Linked DNA regions of Mus musculus: regions 2, 3, 4, 5, 6 and 7 are each linked to region 1. A link is a contact called in public HiChIP or PLAC-seq and promoter capture Hi-C data. All regions are on one chromosome and are shown on one strand. Each heading gives the region's core, a stretch centred on a gene start, on an enhancer-like site or on the middle of the called end of the contact. The rest is flanking DNA. Distances are from core to core; before and after follow the strand shown. Region 1 holds the start of Aldh3a2 (aldehyde dehydrogenase family 3, subfamily A2). Region 2 holds the start of Prpsap2 (phosphoribosyl pyrophosphate synthetase-associated protein 2). Region 3 holds the start of Shmt1 (serine hydroxymethyltransferase 1 (soluble)). Region 4 overlaps Slc5a10 (solute carrier family 5 (sodium/glucose cotransporter), member 10). Region 5 holds the start of Grap (GRB2-related adaptor protein). Region 6 has its middle 33 kb from the start of Grap. Region 7 holds the start of Natd1 (N-acetyltransferase domain containing 1).

Evidence for each region. Promoter capture Hi-C pulls out the DNA fragments that hold promoters and counts their contacts. HiChIP or PLAC-seq counts read pairs in DNA pulled down with a chosen protein or histone mark. Capture Hi-C pulls out chosen DNA fragments and counts their contacts.
Region 2: a promoter capture Hi-C map of second pharyngeal arch cranial neural crest shows a contact between it and region 1. The contact joins the promoter of Prpsap2 here to the promoter of Aldh3a2 in region 1. A contact is called at or near these places in 8 of 39 promoter capture datasets (the C10 cell line, cranial neural crest, embryonic stem cells and 5 more), 2 of 484 Hi-C or Micro-C datasets (CD4 T cells and regulatory T cells), 1 of 115 datasets of contacts at active chromatin or transcription factors (bone marrow-derived macrophages) and 3 of 9 other capture datasets (adipose tissue, liver and pancreatic islet).
Region 3: an HNF4G HiChIP or PLAC-seq map of pancreatic cancer cells shows a contact between it and region 1. The contact joins the promoter of Shmt1 here to the promoter of Aldh3a2 in region 1. A contact is called at or near these places in 3 of 115 datasets of contacts at active chromatin or transcription factors (extraembryonic endoderm stem cells, microglia and pancreatic cancer cells) and 1 of 9 other capture datasets (liver).
Region 4: a contact with region 1 is called in an HNF4G HiChIP or PLAC-seq map of pancreatic cancer cells. The contact joins the enhancer-like site here to the promoter of Aldh3a2 in region 1. A contact is called at or near these places in 1 of 39 promoter capture datasets (the 3T3-L1 cell line), 2 of 115 datasets of contacts at active chromatin or transcription factors (forebrain and pancreatic cancer cells) and 2 of 9 other capture datasets (embryonic stem cells and pancreatic islet).
Region 5: a contact with region 1 is called in an H3K4me3 HiChIP or PLAC-seq map of embryonic forebrain, with 4 times the contacts expected there. The contact joins the promoter of Grap here to the promoter of Aldh3a2 in region 1. A contact is called at or near these places in 2 of 39 promoter capture datasets (the C10 cell line and embryonic stem cells), 1 of 484 Hi-C or Micro-C datasets (B cells), 5 of 115 datasets of contacts at active chromatin or transcription factors (astrocytes, embryonic forebrain, memory CD8 T cells and 2 more) and 2 of 9 other capture datasets (adipose tissue and embryonic stem cells).
Region 6: a FOXA1 HiChIP or PLAC-seq map of pancreatic cancer cells shows a contact between it and region 1. The contact joins the enhancer-like site here to the promoter of Aldh3a2 in region 1. A contact is called at or near these places in 7 of 39 promoter capture datasets (the 3T3-L1 cell line, the C10 cell line, cranial neural crest and 3 more), 2 of 484 Hi-C or Micro-C datasets (embryonic stem cells and uterus) and 2 of 115 datasets of contacts at active chromatin or transcription factors (craniofacial prominence and pancreatic cancer cells).
Region 7: a promoter capture Hi-C map of adipose tissue shows a contact between it and region 1. The contact joins the promoter of Natd1 here to the promoter of Aldh3a2 in region 1. A contact is called at or near these places in 1 of 484 Hi-C or Micro-C datasets (olfactory sensory neurons), 3 of 115 datasets of contacts at active chromatin or transcription factors (bone marrow-derived macrophages, embryonic stem cells and extraembryonic endoderm stem cells) and 3 of 9 other capture datasets (adipose tissue, liver and pancreatic islet).

The regions. Positions count from the first base shown.
Region 1 is chr11:61,265,919-61,268,444 of GRCm38.p6, forward strand. It overlaps Aldh3a2 (aldehyde dehydrogenase family 3, subfamily A2), which reads right to left and starts at 1,268. Exons shown (of 10, transcript NM_007437.5): 1 at 936-1,268. The coding sequence starts at 1,088.
Region 2 is chr11:61,760,825-61,763,350 of GRCm38.p6, forward strand. Prpsap2 (phosphoribosyl pyrophosphate synthetase-associated protein 2) reads right to left here and starts at 1,264. Exons shown (of 12, transcript NM_144806.2): 1 at 1,130-1,264.
Region 3 is chr11:60,810,008-60,812,533 of GRCm38.p6, forward strand. It overlaps Shmt1 (serine hydroxymethyltransferase 1 (soluble)), which reads right to left and starts at 1,258. Exons shown (of 12, transcript NM_009171.2): 1 at 897-1,258.
Region 4 is chr11:61,705,584-61,708,109 of GRCm38.p6, forward strand. It overlaps Slc5a10 (solute carrier family 5 (sodium/glucose cotransporter), member 10), which reads right to left. Exons shown (of 15, transcript NM_001382268.1): 8 at 2,211-2,416. Fam83g (family with sequence similarity 83, member G) reads left to right here. Exons shown (of 5, transcript NM_178618.3): 5 at 1,782-2,526. The coding sequence ends at 2,144. Among named protein-coding and RNA genes, the nearest start is that of Slc5a10, 13 kb to the right of the region's middle. Within about 2 kb of position 1,263, at least 12 of the 459 cell types and tissues checked have an H3K27ac peak or open chromatin away from gene starts, as enhancers often do. A contact at or near this core is called in pancreatic cancer cells and pancreatic islet, where this site is marked.
Region 5 is chr11:61,652,060-61,654,585 of GRCm38.p6, forward strand. It overlaps Grap (GRB2-related adaptor protein), which reads left to right and starts at 1,262. Exons shown (of 5, transcript NM_027817.3): 1 at 1,262-1,365. The coding sequence starts at 1,288.
Region 6 is chr11:61,619,213-61,621,738 of GRCm38.p6, forward strand. No RefSeq gene overlaps it. Among named protein-coding and RNA genes, the nearest start is that of Grap, 33 kb to the right of the region's middle. Within about 2 kb of position 1,264, at least 131 of the 459 cell types and tissues checked have an H3K27ac peak or open chromatin away from gene starts, as enhancers often do. A contact at or near this core is called in embryonic stem cells, hippocampal neurons, pancreatic cancer cells and 1 more, where this site is marked.
Region 7 is chr11:60,912,526-60,915,051 of GRCm38.p6, forward strand. Natd1 (N-acetyltransferase domain containing 1) reads right to left here and starts at 1,267. Exons shown (of 3, transcript NM_025294.5): 1 at 1,104-1,267. The coding sequence starts at 1,200.

The DNA of each region.
Region 1 (2,526 bases), core at 18-2,517:
TGGACTTAATATATTTTCTTCAGGAACGCTATGTATGAACAAACATACACAAACTATCTGATGTTTGAGGAGTGGATGATTCACAGAGTTTTAATATTCACTATCCTATCTTGTTTACTAATTACCACAGCCCCTCTTTACCAGAAGTACTCTGAAGGAAGGTTTCTAGATTCTACTACAACTACTGTTACCACTTTTTGAAGCAGTCTTTGATTGAAAATCTGAAAATAGAGGTCTTACCATGCCTGGAATACAGATAGAAAGTAAAAGGGAGAAATAATATTACTAGAGAGTACAACAGACCATAGTTGTACCTTGAACACTACTTAAAACCTTGGTACTCAAAGCTTGCTTCTAAACAGGCCATATGTTATCACCTGGGCCCTCATTAGAAATCTCAGACACAGTCTCACGAGGACTAAGTCAGGATTTGTATTTTATCAGGTCCCCAGGGTGATTGTCTGTATACTGGAGGTCAATCATGTATATGATTAATGTCACACAAAGTCATATGGGGAATTTCAGTGCTGAAGATTATAGGAAATAAAAAGAACTGTCAACAAAAAGAAACCATTCTTTTAACGTCATGAAATAAAGACAGGGAGTGAAATAGCTGAAACCTACCAAGCAGACAAACTACTGAGATCCAGCCTATCCAGAGTTAACTGCACATTGTAAGGAAAGAGACTATGAACGCAGCAGAAATGGGCAAGGCTATACAGAGCGTTCGCAGACGAGAAATTGCCGGCGCCAAGTAAAGTATGCACTTCAATATGAGTGCAAATACAACAGTTTGGGCTCTAAGCGGGGCTGGAGAGTCCAGAGTCCAGGGTACTCTGCTTCCTCTTAACTGCTGGATAAACAAAACCAAACAACCTGCTACAGAGAAGGAATAAGGTGGCTCATCGGGCCCCTCCCACCCTGTGGAGGCTCACTTTGCTCAGGTCTGCCGCGATGGCTGCTAAGATTTCCTTCTCGCGCTCTTGCACCATCCTCCGCAGGGCCTCAAGCTGCTGCAATCGGAAGCGCAGCGGCCGAGATCGGCCGGACCGGAACGCCTGGCGAAGCCGTAGGACCTGGCGCTCCATGGCCGGGCCTGAGGAGAACGCGGAGCGAGGCAGGTGAGGGAGCACAGTACCAGTAAGGAGCTGCTATGGATGATGCCACAGCTCACTGCCACTTTCCGCTGCTGGGTCCTATCCGCCTACTGGCCTAGACCCGGCCCGGGTGTGGGCCAAACCCCAGCACTTCCCTGCTAACGACAAAGTGCGCACTCATTGGCTGAGCTGCTGCACGTGACTATGAGGCCCCGCCCCTTACCTCTAATCTAGCCGCGGGATTGCGGTCCCCGGGCGCCGGGTGTGTAGGTGCAATTTTTGGCACGCGAAGACGCGGAAGAAGTCCTTCTGGCTTCAGAAAAGAGCCAAGCGTCCTCTAGGAGGAGGAACTGAGGCCCGAGGGTGCTCACCCGGCCGGAAGTAGTCTCCCTTCGCCTGCAGTGCCTCAGATTCAGAGGCAAAGTCGCTGGGCCTGGGTAGGGCGGGCCTGGGTGGGGCGGGCCGGGTGACGCACGCGAAGGAGGTGAATCCAGTGTATACACACACACACACACACACACACACAAGCATTGTCATCGCCCACACTGATTTTCAATCCTCTCTACTGCGTACCATCCAAGGTTTTTTCCCAAATTTCCTCTCCAGGCTAATTAGCAATGGTTGACTTTCGTACCCATCTGGGGCTGCTCAGCGACGGCGGTCACTTTGTGTTGTCCTTCCCATCTTCTGGAAACATTTCCGCTTCCCTTCCTTGGCGTTCCCTAGGTTTTCCATCTCTGGATTTCTCCCTTTTCTGACCCATTAAAGTATTCAAATGTCTGGGACTAAGTTCTCTCCGCGCAGTCACTCATCTAATTCTACCAGTAGAGAGCAGAGAAGGCTCTCACCCAATCTTTCCTTGGACTCCCAAGGACACATTTAAATGCTAATCTCTATTTACACTTATAATGGACTTCTTATAGTTAATTTCATTAGAACTTTTTATTATTCTTCAGCAAACAACTCATACTTCCTACAGTGTTCCCTGTCTCTTTGACTTGATCTTCAAAATATATGTTGAGCCCAATAATGAGTGGTTCAAACCATACTACATATCTACTATATATAGCAATAGCACTCTAATAGGCTGCTTGCTTGATTGGTTGGCGACTATGAATCTGTTACTTCTTAGCTCTGTACTTACCGTTTTACACTCTGTAGTTCAGGAGCCCAGAGTAGGTTCTCCTCCCTCCTTGGCCTCCCAGGAAGTTCTGCCAGAGGAAGAAAGTAAGGAAGGAAGGAAGGACAGACTACCAGGACACTAAAGATTTCTGTTTCCCCATGGACTCAGTAGTGTGGCAGGTGCTGGCATTTCTATCGTGGAAGGAGAGTCAGTATATTCCTGCCTCTAGGAATTTCTTGGACAAGGTGGCTCCTAGTCCTAGAGGATGACAGTCACAGTGTCTCCAAATGGCACAGAAGTGGGCAG
Region 2 (2,526 bases), core at 14-2,513, 490 kb after region 1:
AGACTTTAACGAAGTCATACGAGGTAACCTCTTCCTCATAACAGTGGCCCCTGAAGGACAGAGTGGGGTAGCAGTCTGATATGCAATACAGTTCCCTGCATACAACAATAGGTTGCGACTCTCAGTCATACAGAGCATGACTTGGCAACCTGATGAACTACAGGCAATAGAATCAAATACCCAGATTTTGAAATGTCTATTGCAAACATACCTTATCAGAAAAAAAGATACATACTAAATGCCAAAGAAAGAGCACAGAACTATGTTTTGGTGTTGTCAATTCTTGGAGCTTATCCCAAGTATAGAGCTATATTGTCAATGATAGAAAGTACAATTTAAAAACAAAACAAAACAAACAAACAAACAAACAAACAAAAAACCCCCAACAACTTTGTAGCCCTGTTTGCCAGGAACTCGCTCTGTGGACCATGAGCCCTCAAGATCCTTTCACCAGTCTCTGAGATTAAGGGGTGTGCCATCAAGCCCCACAAACTGCAAGATTATTTAAGAACAGAAACACTGGTTCTATGTTAAACCACAGAGTAGCTAATGAATATAATGTGCATATCTCTGCAAAAATTGGATAATAATGATACAAACTACAGCAGTTAAAAGACAAGAAAGGTTTCCTATAGTGGGGCTTAGGGGCACGCACCTATTTTATTTTTATTTGTGCATTTAAATTGTTAAGCACTAGGGCATGAGATGGGTCAATGGCAGGCCGCTTGCATTGCTTCACCTTGCATTCGACTCCAGAACCGCAAGAAAAAAAAAAAAAAAGAAAAAAAAAAAACATAAAACATTAGAACTCACACTTCCTCAGGCCTCAAAGCTCGGTTCAGTATTTTCGTATCCCTCACAAAAGCTAAACACCCAAACTCTGCCAATATCGATATAAGAAAAATAAATCCTTATCAATAATGTAACAGATTGAGGAAGAGATTTTTCTGCAGAGTATCTTATGCCGCTCCTCCTACGTCTGATTGGAGCCCAATCATCCACTAAGGCTGGTGGAGCCGAACACGGGGCCCCGGGCTCGCCCCGGAGCAACAAGGGCCATGGCTCCCGCCCGGCACCGCGCGAGCTCGCGGGGCCCGCCGTCCGCCCGCCGAGGCTCCCGCCCGCCTACCTGGTCCCGACCCCAGCCCGGCCCGCCGCAGCCTCGGCTGCCGAAGGAAGAGAGCACAGAGCTCCGCACGGCGTCTTACAGCAAAATGGCGACTCTAAGCGCGAGAAAGTCTTTCGAGACTGCGAGGCCAGGGGCGGGGCCTGAGGGCAACTGACTAGAGTGGGCGAGGCCGTCGAGGGGCGTGGTCTGGAGGAAGAGGGGCGGGGCAGAAAGTGGGGTAGAAGGCAATGCATTTGATGCTGTGGGCGTGGCCGCCAGAGTGGGCGGGAGGATGTTGTGTGGGCGTGGTCAGACTCGAGGAAAGTGGGGGAGAATTAGAGTGGGCGTGGTTGGAAGTGTGGTTAAAATTCATAGGTTCTGACTGGGTTCAAGTCTTTACTGTCCTGCAAGACTGAGCAAGTCACCTCTTTGACCTGAGTTCTTCTGAAAAAGAGATGACAGCAGTACCCCCATCTCCTGGGGTTGGGAGGAGTGAGTGAGAAATCTGCGAACCTCTTGGCATGGTTCTTAGCATACAGTCGATGAGCAGTTATCATTCATAATTATTCGCTTTGTTGTCCCTTCCTTCTTTTCAGTGGTTAAGAGTATATACTGCTTTTCCAGAGAAGCTGAGTTTGGTTCCCAGAACCAATGTCAGGCAGTTCACAACTGCCTGTAATTCTAGCTCCAAGTCTCCCTGATGTCTCTGGCCTCCTCAGCCACCTGCACTCATATAAACATAAACATATACAAATAATTAAACATTCTAAAAGTTAGTTTTTTAAAAAATTGTAGCTCTGGGTGACCTGGAACTCACAGAGATCCATCTGTCTCTGCCTCCTGAGTGTTAGGATTAAAAGGGTGGCCATCATTCCTAGCAAATTGGTTGCTGTTGATATATCATTGCTGAATTCTTTATACCTTGAAATATGGTGATCCCTATTTTTTAAGGGGCTACTTGGCCCTTCCTCTCTTTCTTTTTTTTTTAAATATTTATTTATTTATTATACAGTAAATACACTGTAGCTGTCTTCAGACACTCCAGAAGAGGGAGTCAGATCTCATTACAGATGGTTATGAGCCACCATGTGGTTGCTGGGATTTGAACTCTGGACCTTTGGAAGAGCAGTCGGGTGCTCTTACCCACTGAGCCATCTCACCAGCCCCCAGTGATCCCTATTTATAACATAACAAACATATAGTGCATGCCAGGTATCAAGGCATTATTTATTATTATCTATATTTTATATTAATATATATTAACAGTAACTTTCAGAAATGGGGTAAGACTTATCTCTATTTAATTGCTGTGGGTACTCAGATGCCAGTGACAAAGCAATAGATAGGCACCACCTGCAGTGCCTTGCTCCATGTGTATACTTAAAGGCTCTCATCCACTGCACTTCCAGTTCACAAGT
Region 3 (2,526 bases), core at 8-2,507, 460 kb before region 1:
TAGACCAGGCTGGCCTTGAATTCACAGAGATCTTCCTGCGTGTGCCACCACCACTCCTGGCTTACTTAGGGCTTACTTAGGAAGAAGATCTTCACACTATAGACTTTTGATTATTTTGTTTTCCAAGACAGGGTCTCTCTGCAGAGCCCTGGCTGCTGAACTGTCGTTTTTGAGCTAACTTTGGGGAAAACATACAGCATTTCCTTATTACTGTCTATAGGTCTGCCAAAGTCCATACCCACGTGTTAGGCTGTAATGGGGACAGGAACAGTGCGAGTCTCTCTGTGCCCTGCTTTATAAAGAGAGGAGGCTCTCAAAGGCCTTGGAGTGGCTTTAACTAAGGTCATATAACAGAGGCAGAATGTGAACTCCTGTTTACTTTTGGTGCTTCCCAGAATCCTGGGTAACACAATTACTCACCTCCATTCAATTTCCCCTCAAGGAAGAAATTTTAAATGTATTCTGTACGGAGCCTAAACTGGTGTTTCTGGTCCAGCAACTGCCTGGCTCAATTAAACACATTTGTGCTTGCTTCAGCTAACCAAAGGTCACCTAACTTCCAGACCTTGAAATAGAGGCACTGGGCTAAGAACGCTACAAGCCAACCTGTCCCCTAGATAGAGTAACGCACTGCAGATAATCAGGGTTGTACTAGTAAATCAAAAGCAGTGATTACAGACAAACCTCGGAAGCTTCGTTAACATGTATAAACCAAGGGGTTCCATCCCAGCACCACATGAACCGAGAGCGATAGCTCTTACTGGTGAGGTGGAGGCAGAACCATTAGAAGTTCAAGGTCATCCTTGGCTACACATCAAGTTCGAGGACAGCATGTGTGACACTCACACCTCAAACAAAACAAAAAGAAACAATCGCAAAGATTAGAAATTACATACCTTGTATTAGGAGCGTGGATTTTGTGAAAAGGTTCCAACCCTTGGTGCAGGGTGGCCTCCAGTTCACTTGGTTTCGGGAGCTGGCCGTAAACGTCTGTTCCTCCGGTCTTTATGAAAGGGACTAAACGCGTTGTGGTGGCGCACGCCTTTAATCCCAGCACTAGGGAGGCAGAGGCAAGTGGATCGCCGAATTCCTGGAGAGCGCGCGGAAAGTGACCACAGCAACACCTCCAGCCGGAACCCCGCAGCGGGCTGTCCTAACAGCCCAGCACGTGCTCCGGGAACCAGCCTCCCCACCACGTGACACACCACGTCCGGGGGAAACCCAAACTTGGCGCGCAGAGGCCGGAGCTCCACTAAACTCTCCCCAGCGCAGCCTGGTCCCGCCCCGCCCCTACAGCGGCCCAATCAGTGGGAGCATCCAGGTAGAGCCCGCCCCCAGCTGCCCACGCGCGATTCGCCCGCGCTCAGAGCAGGGCAAAGCCTGACGGAAAAAAAAAAAAAAAAAAAGAGCTCTGAACTGGAGGGGGTGGGAAGGAGGAGGGGACTGGGCGGTTCCTTACCTTGGGACCTGGGACTTTTGGGCAGTATTGCTGATTGTAGGAGTGTTTTGTGATCCAGAAGACCTGGATAGGATTGGGGATCGAGCCTGGTTCGGGTTCAGTTTCCAGTAACTAATGCACAAGTGTCCAGGGGATCTGCCTCCAGAGTTCTAGGATTAAAAGTATGTGCTACCATGCCTGACATAAATAGATCTTTTTTTTTTTTTTTTTTTTTGGTTTTTTGAGACAGGGTTTTTCTGTCTAGCCCTGGCTGTCCTGGAACTCGCTCTGTAGACCAGGCTGGCCTCGAACTCAGAAATCCACCTGCCTCTGCCTCCCAAGTGCTGGATTAAAGGCGTGCGCCACCACCGCGGGTCCTGGTGTCAGCCCACAGTAATCCCTATCTCAAATAAATAAGTAAACAAAAAAACAAACAAGACAAACAAAAACCCAGCTGGCATGACCAGAACTCTACAGGCTTTGGCAGAGGGATCTTGAGACAGAGGGCAACCTGACTAAATACCAAGATTCAGGCTAGCTGGCTGTCTCAAATATTAAAATGAGGCTGGCTGTGTGGCTCGGTGTTAGAGAGCCTGCTTAGCCTAAACAAGAGTTTGCGTTGTTTGTGTTACACACGCTAGTAAAAACGAATGAAGCAAATCATATTGCCATGGGGCTAGAGAGATGGATCAGTGGTTAAGAGCATTTGTTGCTTTTGCCGAGGTCCTGAGTTCAATTCCCAGTACCCACATGGGTGGCTCACAACCATTTATACCTTCAGTTCCAGGGGCTCTGATGCACACTTCTGACCTCTGTGGCCAATGCATGCATGTGGTACACACATACATGCAGACAAACACTTGCATATATAAATAAAATAAATTTTTAAATATATATTATTGCCATGTGTGCATAAAAATATAAAAATACATTGTTTAGTAACAAAATTAATTTAAAATGATAAGATTTAAAAAATCATTTTAGAGTCAGGAGGTAGTAGTGCAGCCTTTAGTCCCAGCCCTCAGAAGGCAGAGGCAGGCAAAAGGGTGTTAAATCCCCTAGAACTGGAGTTATAGTTGGCTGTGAAC
Region 4 (2,526 bases), core at 13-2,512, 440 kb after region 1:
GCTCCTCAGGGCCCTGGGTTGCCATGTACTTGTCAAAGTTCTTAGCTGTTTTTGTAGTCATGGCTGTGTTGGAAGATGCTGCTGGCCAAGAGGAAGACAGTTCATCTCTTGTCATACATATCAGCTGGGCACAGAAATCAGGAGCCTCCCATGCTTCCGGGATCCCAGGAGGCCTACTATGTGTCTTTCTATGCTTCCAGGATCCCAGGAGGCCTACTGTGTGCCCTTCTGCCCCTTCTGCTTTATACCCAGGGGCAGTGAGGCCTGGGAGAGGTGACAGAGCCCCACCAAGGCTTCATTTCCTATTATCCTCTCCCCCCTCCCCCGCTTTCTTTTTCTTTTTTAAAGACAGGTTCTCACTATGTTACCCTGGTTGACCTGGAACTCTGTGTAGACCAGACTAGCCTTGAACACACAGAGATCTACCTGCCTCAGTCTCCCAAGTGTTGGGGATTAAAGGTGTGTCCCACCATGCCCAGCCTGCTATTGGCTTTCTGATGACAAAATGGTCAGCACTGTGGGTTAACCTGTAGCTAGGGAAAGGCATGTAGTTCAGCGTGCAGGGGAGAGTTCAGTCAGACCCTCTGGTGCCAGTGAGTCATCTGGAGCCCAGGGTCTGTGTTTTAATACCAAGACCTGGCATCCTGTAGTAAACTCTGCCCAAGGTGAGGCTAGGGAGTCATGGCTGGTGCTGTAGCCATCTAGGGTCAGCGGGGACCATCCTCTGTATTCCTAGTTGACCTCTTCTAACCTCTTTCCTCCTTATCTGCACTCATTCAGCCAAGAGGGCAGGATAGATGCTGACTCATTGGCTTTCACGGGAAATGCTTCCGAATGGCATTCTACCCAGAGATGTGGGGCTAGGCCAGACCTGCCCGGTGGGAGGAAGCAAGAGGAGGCAGGGATTAGGGGCTCATTTAATCTAGCAGGCCCTCCAGACTGCCTTTCACCCTCCTGGGTTGGCCCACAGTCCTCAAAGGAAAAGGGTTGAGCCTGCTACAAGGTACCTGAAAGGCCTGGGCAGGGAGGGGGTAAAGGCCAGATGGGAGCCTCAGGCATCTGGGGTCCCAAAGGAGAGCAGCAAGTTACTAACTGGGAATGAAGGTTCAGCCTCCCGGTGCCTCTGTCACCTCCCAGCCCGTATAGATTCCTACTTTTGGAAATCCATGTGAAATGTTTTTCCATTTGGTACCCATCAGGTCTGTTTCTGGACTTTGATGTTCAGCCTGTGAGTGCAGCTGACTCTGCTAGATTCACAGGGAGGCAGGTGTGTGTGTGCACAAGGCGCTCTATAAACTGTCACAGTCCTCACTAGCTGCTGGCCATCACCTGGTGGGCTCAATGTGACTAGGGCTCTAGTCACCAGTGATCAGCAGTGAACCTATGCCCACCACAGGGCCCGTCCCTGCTCCACTTCTCCAGGGCTGCCCACCGGCTGGGCAGGCATTGATCCCTTGTGCCCAGAGAAGGGAAGTGGGTGTCTGAGGTCAGCTGGAGGTTCATGAGGAGAGGTCAGAATGACCTCAGTGCTCATTGGACATCCAGGCTCAGATGGAGACACTGCCACCAACAACCAGCTCTGGTCCCCCATTCATGTCTAACCCTGTTTGCAGAGGGATGGAATGGGGCACAAACCACACAGGGAAGAACCAGTCCATATTACAGATGAGGAGACTGAGGCACTGACTGAGTGGTTAAACCTTCTGTCTGGTTATGCAGCAGGAGTCCTGTTAGCCCTCCCACTACACCATCCAGGAACTCACTCTCCTTTTTCTCTCCAGGGCCAGCATTTCCACCGACATGGAAGTACTACCTCAAGGACCCCAGGGCCTCCCCGTTTCCGGCCTGCTGCTGATGGTACCCAGAGCTCTTCCAAGAAAGCAAGCCCAGCCGCAGCAGGCCCCCACCACTGGCAGCCCAAGGGGAGCCCAACACCCAGAATGCTACCAGATCCTGGGAGCCCAAGGCCAACCCGAAACACTCGCCTCCGAGCAGAGCTCAGGGCCACTGAGGAACATGCCAGTCCCTTCGGAATCCCATACTCCAAATTGTCTCAATCGAAGCACCTAAAGGCCAGGGCAGGTGGCAGCCAGTGGGCCCCTTCGGACTCTAAGCGCAGGGCCCGAGACCACAAGGAACCCTAGCAGCCTAGATGGACCCAACCCCGCCCCAGAGGGCAGCAGGTGGGGGTGGGCAATGTTGGCGCTCACCTGGTCAGTGCACCAGTACCAGGTGGCCATGATGGTCAGACCAAAGGTCATCCCAGTCCACGGGAGGTCTCCTGTGGAAGGGTCCCGGAACATATGCATGGCGTCTGCTCGCGGCAGGTGGCAGGTGGTGTTGGGGATGGTCCTGGAGGGGATGGCCTGGGCATACGCCGCCTCCAGCTGCTCATAACCACCGATCTGGTTGAAAGCTGGAGGGTGGGGCAGAGTGGGTTGGTTCTGGGTGGTCCTGACTCCCAGGATCCTCCTACCCTCATCTCACAGATAACTTCATGCATCAAACTGGAACCCCTACCTCATA
Region 5 (2,526 bases), core at 12-2,511, 390 kb after region 1:
AACTAACTAACTAAATAAATAATAAAAAATAATTTAGAAATAAAACTAAAAATAAGTAAATAAATGAAATAAAATAAAATAAAAATCTGGCTTCATCTGGATCCATCTGGTACCCATCCCACAGCCTGGGTTCTTTAGCTGTCCCTGTGTGTTTGGAGAATACTGGCTCTCTGTGGTTCCATGTGGTTGCAAATGTATAGCTGTGTTTCTCCGTGTTGTGCTTTACCCCCTAGTACTCACCAGACTGCTGTCTGCATCAGTGTCACAGCCTTCCCTTAACAATCGCAGAGCTGTAATGCCTTCAGACCACAAGCTACAGAAAGCTCAGGTGGTACTCGATGTTTAAAGCACAACAGGGGCCTTATTAGTGAGGTTTTCATAGGTGAATAGGAGCTTCCTGGGCAAGTAGGAAAAGGTGGTGTGCCCACCACAATGGCTCTCCAGCCTGGAGTTTGCTTGTAGTGGAATACCCAAAAGGGTACATGAGGGAGCTGTGTGGAGCAGGTGAGAGGAGACGGTTGGAAGTGTCTTGAACGTAGGCTGGAATTTGGGTTTGAGGTGGTGGGTGCTTAGGAATCTCGCTACAGGTATCAGCAGTTGTCCTGCTTAGTTGTTTTGTTTGTTTGTTTTTTTGTTTGTTTGGTTTTTTGTTGTTGTTGTTGTTTTCAACTTGACACAAGCCAGAGGCAGCTTGAGTTGAGAATTGGCTTGTGGACAAGTCTGTGGGGACGTTTTCCTGACTAATGACTGGTGTGGATGAGTCTGGTTCTCTGTGGGAAGTTCCACCCCTGGGCAGATGCTCTGGGTGTATAAGAAAGTTGGCTGAGCAAGCCATGGGAAGCAAGCCAGTAAGCAGTGTCCCTCCGTGGTCTCTGCTTCAGTTCCTGCCTCCAGGTTCTTGCCTTGGCTTTCCTGATAGACTATAATCTAAGCCAAATAAACCTTTTCCTCCCAAGTCACTTTTGGTTTTGGTGTTTTTCACAGCAATAGAAACTCCATTTAAAACAGATAAGAAATGTGAAGGCTGAGAGACAGAGGCCAAGCACGAGACAGCTCTGCATCGTCCTAATGGGGACTCCCCCACAGCCAAAGTGGGTTTATGAGCACACCCTCTCTGAGCTATGACAAGGGTGACATGTCTTTGCTTCCTGTTTCTCCCCCATCAAGGGCAGTTTCCGGCTGCAGCTTCAAAAGAACAAATACTCAAAACAAAGGAAGTGGTCCTCTCCTGCAGGAAGCAGGAAGCTGTAGCTGCTGGGTCCTCGGCTGAAGCCCAGGGACAGTGGGATGGAGTCCGTGGCCCTGTACAGCTTCCAGGCTACCGAGAGTGACGAGCTGGCCTTCAACAAGGGGGACACGCTTAAGGTACAGAAGGCTGGAGCTGGGCTGAGTGGGCCAACAGGGTTGGTAGGGTTAGAACCAGCACCTCAGAGAGTCCTGGGAGTCTGGGCTGTGAGGGACAGGCTCAGGTTAGCTGCCTCTACCCTCTTCAGTTTCCTCATTTAGGAAAGTGGAATAGTATTTATTACTGATCCTTCCTTTGGGGTCATTTGAGAGTCTGAGGCCACAGAGTCTGGTGGGAGTTGCCTAAATCCCACTGTTTTCTAGGGTTTTGTTTGTTTGTTTTTAAAGAAAAGTTTAATAGACAAATTTTGAGATCAGTAACACAGAGAGAAACAGAGAGACACAGAGGTAGAAATCGTGTGTGTGTGTAAGAGTGTGTGTATGTGTGTGTGTGTGTGTGTGAGAGAGAGAGAGAGAGAGAGAGAGAGACAGAGAGAGACAGAGAGACAGAGAGAGAGTCTAAAATAAGCAGACATTCTAACTTAATTGGGCTAAAATAGCTGAGATTAAGCTGTATTGATGGGAAAGGAGAAATAGAACGCTATACTTCATTTGTTCTCACCTGAGCCACTTTCACTCACAGTGGTTGTCTTCCAAGTCATTAGACACACGAGTGTGTGAAATCTCTACCGGGGATGCCCTTACTTAGAAGTTTGCATATGACAGGAGAGCTGAGGGGGCACAGGAGAGTGGCCATGCTGAACCATGGACACTGGAATGCTAGTGGCCCATCCTGTGCCCTCCACTGCCCCTATTGTGACCCCCTGGAGCAACAGACACAGGGCTAGATGGCTACCACCCTGAGCCCTGGCTCGAAGATTCAAGCACGGAGACAGACTCTTTAGAGCTATCCTGTACATGGGTCCCAGGCTCAGTGTGGATCTCCTGGCTGTGGAAGACCATGGCTTGGCTGCAGTGAGCGAGGCTCAGCAAGGTGTCTGTACGTGTGTAGTGTAGTGTAGTGTAGTGTAGTGTAGTGTAGTGTAGTGTAGTGTAGTGTAGTGTAGTGTAGTGTAGTGTGAGCCAATCTCCATTGCTTTAATTCTTGAGCCTTTCTTTGTTCGGTCCCCTGGGTGTCTAAAGCTCTAAGCTGGGGTCCTAAAGCAACCACATACCTTTGTGCACCCCCTTCTTCAAGCTAAGGTGCTGGTGTATCTACCTAAGTTGTTGGCTCTGGGTCCT
Region 6 (2,526 bases), core at 14-2,513, 350 kb after region 1:
ATCTATCTATCTATCTATCTATCTATCTATCTTTAAGGCAGGGTCTTATGAAGCTCTGGCTGGCCTGTAAATCACTTTGTGGAGCAGGCTGGCCTGGAGCTCAGAAAAAGCTGCCTCTAGTTTCCTAGCTCTGGAATTAAAGGCACAGGCTGCCATGCACAACTACATCTGTCTACATTTCAATGTGAAGAAGGAGGAGGAGGAGGAGGAGGAGGAGGAGGAGGAAGAGGAGGAAGAGGAGGAGAAGGAGGAAGTATTGTAAAAGAAAGAGTAATGGTCTGTGAATTTTTGTTTCATTTTCTGTGTCTCTTTTGTTTTGTTTGAAACACAATATCACTATGAAACCATGGGTTTCCTTACGAGCATCTGAATTAGAATTTAAATTCTGAAGAATTGCCATCTTTGGTTGGGGTGCAGTTCAGTGACAGCGGGTTGACCCCAAACCAAATCAAACCTGCTGTCCGATTGTTTATCCATCTCCTTTAGGAAGAGAGCAAGCTTTCTTTGACTGAGGCCAGGCTCCTTCAGCGTTTGGTCGCGTTCTTGGTTGGCAGTACTTGTTTGTATTGTTACCTCAGTGAGCCTGACCCATCAGAGCTTTTTAAAATACACACATACACATTTTATTTAAATCAGATAATGGGAGAACAATTTGTGAGTTCCTGGGGTGGAAAATTCCCGAGCGCAGGAACCGCAAGGCAGAAGCGCCCCCAGCTGGCCGCTCCTGGCCAACTGCCCTCGCGACCGCGCCCTGTGATGCTGGGGGGTGGGGGCGCTGAGATGGGGGAGGACTGGGGGAGGGGGGTGTCTAGAGAGCTGTGGGGCTGAGATACTGCGGGAACGGGGTTAAGGGATTGTAGAGTCGGGAACTGGGGAACTAGGGAGCAGAGAGACTAGGAGTGACGGCCACCTGTGAGGCTGGGGAGCTGGGCGTGGTGGGTGGGTGGGGGATGGGGAGCTGGGGAAGCTGGGATACCAAAAGCTGGGTCGGGGTGGGTGCTGAGTCCGCAGAGCTGGGGGGGGGGGGCTGGGTCTGAGGGCAAAACTGGAAACTTGGAGATTGAGTTCCGTGGGTTGGACAGTTGGGGGTCTGCACCCTACCCCACCCTGCCTGCAGCTACCACACACACTTTACTTTCTGGTCTCTGTGTGGGTCTCTACATCTGAGGAAACTCAGCCTGGGTGGCCAAATGCCTGCGCTGGGCTGGGTTTTGGTGGTTTGAGCATCCAGAACGGCGGCAGGAGGGAGGCCTAAGGTGCCTGCCGCAAGAGGGCAGAAGGGCGGTGGTGCTGTTTGCACATCGCGGGGAAAGTGCTCGTCCCTGCGCATGCGGCTTCCCACCGCACTCCTACACGTTGAAACTGTCCGTTGTGGACCGAGTAAGGCGCACCCTGGACGCCTGGTTCTTGAGCCTGTGAAGGGATGGGTCTCTCTACTCAGTGAAAGAAACTTAAGGAATTTTTTTACTTAACTGGTACCTGAAGAGGGTGGTGTGATGGTGGAGGATAAACCGATTCGAAGGAGGGTTTGGGCAGAAAGTCAAGAGAGTCAAAAGGCAAAGGGAAAGCGGTGAGTTGGAAGTTGTCTAACGTTTGTACAGCCTTGGCTTCCATTCCCAGAGCTTTTCTTTTTTAAGTGCACTTAGGAAAAAAATCTAGGCTATATTGATGACTTAGAGGAGAATAGACTCAAGAACCTGCCCAAGCGCACTGTGGCAGTGAGAATGCTCTCACGTGCTGGGACACACACACACACACACACACACACACACACACACACACGGATAGGTAGGTAGGTAGATATAGACAGACAGAATGGTAGAATGGGAAAGCCAGGCGTGGTGGTACATGCTTTTCATCCCAGCATTCAGATGGCTGAGGGAAGCAGAACTCACCAGTTTGGCATACATACCCATGCAGAGTGACCCCGTCTCAAACAAACGAACAAACAAACAAACAAACAGAAATAATATGGAGAAAAAAAAATCTGTCCTCACCACCTGCAGGAGGCTCTAGCTTCTGCACCTGCAGACTTTTTCTCAAAACACACTCACATGCACATAAAATACACAAATATTTACCTAAAAATTTAGGGGTGCAAGGATTGTCCCATAGCTTTATTAAAAATGGTTAATAAATAGTGTGTGTGTGTGTGCGCGCGCGCGCGTGTGCACACGTGGAGGATAGAGGTCAATGGGTGTTTTCCTTGGTTACTCTTTTTTTTCAAGATTTATTTTTAATTATGTGTGTCTTCATTTGATTTCTGTCGCTATGATGAAACACCAGGGCCAAAAGCAACCTGGGGAAGAAAGGGCTTATTTGGCTCACATCCCATCATTAAGTCAGGGCAGGCATTCAAGGTGGAAACCTGGAGACAAGAACTGAGGCAGAGACCAGGGAGGAGAGCTGCTTACAGGATTGTTCCCCATGGTCCTTTTGCCCCTACGACCACTAGCCTAGGGGTAGCACTGCTCACAGTGGCTGGGCCTTCCCACATCAGTCATTAATTAAGAATATGTCTCGGGC
Region 7 (2,526 bases), core at 17-2,516, 350 kb before region 1:
AAAGAAACAAAAAACAAACAAACCCTCAGATAAGGCCTCTCAAGGGATCAGGGCCAAGTGTCACAGTCAGCTGAGCTACCATCAGCATGACAGCAGGACTTGTTTCTCTACGGAAAGAATAGGGCAAGGGGCAGCTGGGCCCTGATTTGAATATGCCTCTGGTCTTGTTAAAGCTGGGCAGGTCCCATTTCCTGCACTCCCAGCCTCAGTTTACTCATCTGTAAGTGGGGCGGTATGTCACAACACAGGAAGTGATAGCTGCCCCCACGGTGGTTAGGTGGCACAAACGGGAGACCTGGCCTCCAAGTGCAGGTCACAGAAGGTTGGCTCAGGAAGTCAGGATAGGCTGCGTATGCTTGACTGCTTACAACCTACCTACTGGCCGACCACACTCAAGTGGTGCATCCTTCCAATCAAAATAATATGGGCAGTGGCTAAGTCGGGTCTCCCCAGAGGGCCCAGCTGGGAGGAGTGGGCTACAGAGAGCTCAAGGTCCCATATTCCACAATCTTTTCCAGCCCTAGAATCAATGGGAGGAGTGTCGGTCTGCTGGTACAAACGCTACAGATGAGGCTTTGACTTCTCTATCTGTTGAAAAGTAGCCATTTATCTATGTTTATCAGCACTTGCTGTGCACCAAATGTGTCATTCTGAACTTTTACTGCCACAGCATCTCATCCAAAGCGGTTTGCACTCCAGCTATCCCCATTGCAGATTCCGGGAGACCGATGCACACATTGACTAGACAAACTGGCCAAAGTCTCAGAATCACCTACCCGCCTCCTCCTCCAGGCCACATATTCCCTAGGTTATGCCCCAGGCCCCTGCAGGCTCCTCCACGGCGGCAGGAAGCAACCGAACACCCGGGGGGTGGGGGTGGCAGGCCACCAGTGACCTGCTCTCTGGGACCCAGGGTGGCAGCCCTCCGTCCGCGATGTCGGAGGCCGGCTGCGCTAGCAGGTGCGGGCTGCCCGGGCAGACGCGCTCCGGCGGTGCCAGTCGGGGGGTTCGGGAGCCCTCCCGCCCCGGGATCCATCTGTCCGTCCGCCCGCAGGTCCCGCCCCGTCCCGCCCGCGCGCGCGCAAACAAAGGCAGCTCGGTACCGTTGAGGCGCACGGAGAACTGGCGGCGTTGGCGGTCGTGCTCCACGCGGATGGGGCCGCCCTGCTCCAGTGCGCTCGGCGGGGTAGCGTGCGCCATCGCGCGCGCCGACACTGGGGACCGCGGGCCGCAGCGAACTGACTCTTCGGCGGCGCGGGCCGGAGAAGGGGGCGGGGCCGGAAATCAGCTGTGAGTCACGTGCGCTGCGCGCACTGTCTGTTTGGATACATTCCTGGCGTCTCTTAAAGAGACCGCGCTGCCCGTTTCGCTCGCGGCTTCAACAATGATGTGCTGGTCCATCCAGGGCGCCGATTGTCCTCCCGAATGCCCCAGAATGACTTTTAGGACCCACACGGACCCATATGCAAAACACGCAATGACCTATGGGGTAATTTAGATCCTCCCCGCGACAGCCATTTAATATTAGGCATTAGCCTCACTGCAAGCCTGAGGCAATAGATAACGTCAAATGCAAGGTGTTGACAGGCAAACCTACTCTCTGCTGGAATCGTGCGGGCTGGAGCTATGCAGCCCACCCACTCGGGCAGCTGTAGCTGATATTGAGAGATTACCCCTAGGCATGTTTGGGACTGGGTGAAAAGCCACCCCTCCCAAAGAAAGCCAGAAATATGAGGTCCCTAGGGAGCTAGCTACCCAGGAGCCAGTGTTTCTCTAGAAGTACAGTATTAGGAAAGCTTGCCGACCATGGATGTTCACAGAATCATATTCTGTTAATTACCGTGCAAATTTGATGTCCACATCTATGAGACCACCACACAGACATTAAAGTTTGAGTACCTCAGTGGAATGCTTGAAGGCTGTAACTTCAAACCTGTACAAAATGTGTGTCTGTGTGCGTGGCGGGGGCTGGGGGTGGGGGAGAGGCGGGGGACAGACCAACAAGGAAGCATTTTACAGCTAAATGGAGATCTCCGTGGGCTCCCTTCCAATTGATTTCTTCCTTTTGAAGTAGCTATGCTCCCTGACTTTTAGCGCTATTGACTAAACAGCTTTTCCTAAGAACATCCTATTTCTTAAGAACTACACAGTATTTACCTTTTCGTATCTGGTTTCTTCGCTTCCACCTGTCATCAGCTGTGTTGTTGCTGCTATCATGTTCACCAGTGTGTCAGAGATTTCCCAGGAAGCAGGTACCAGTTTTCCATCACGTGTTAATGGGTTGTTGTGTTGTTTTGGTTTGGAGCTGCTATGAGTAACAGGCTGTGGATGTCGTCTGGCCAGCATTCCCTTAGGGTAGCTCTCAGGAATATACTGCCGAGTTTTATAGCCAGTGGATATTTTGTTTTGTGAAAAACTGCAAGATCCTTTTCCAAGTGTACGACCTCACATTGCCACAGAGAGTTCTGTAAGTTGCAGTGGGCATTTTGTCATTAGTGGCAGTGACTGACTCTTGAACCTTTGCCC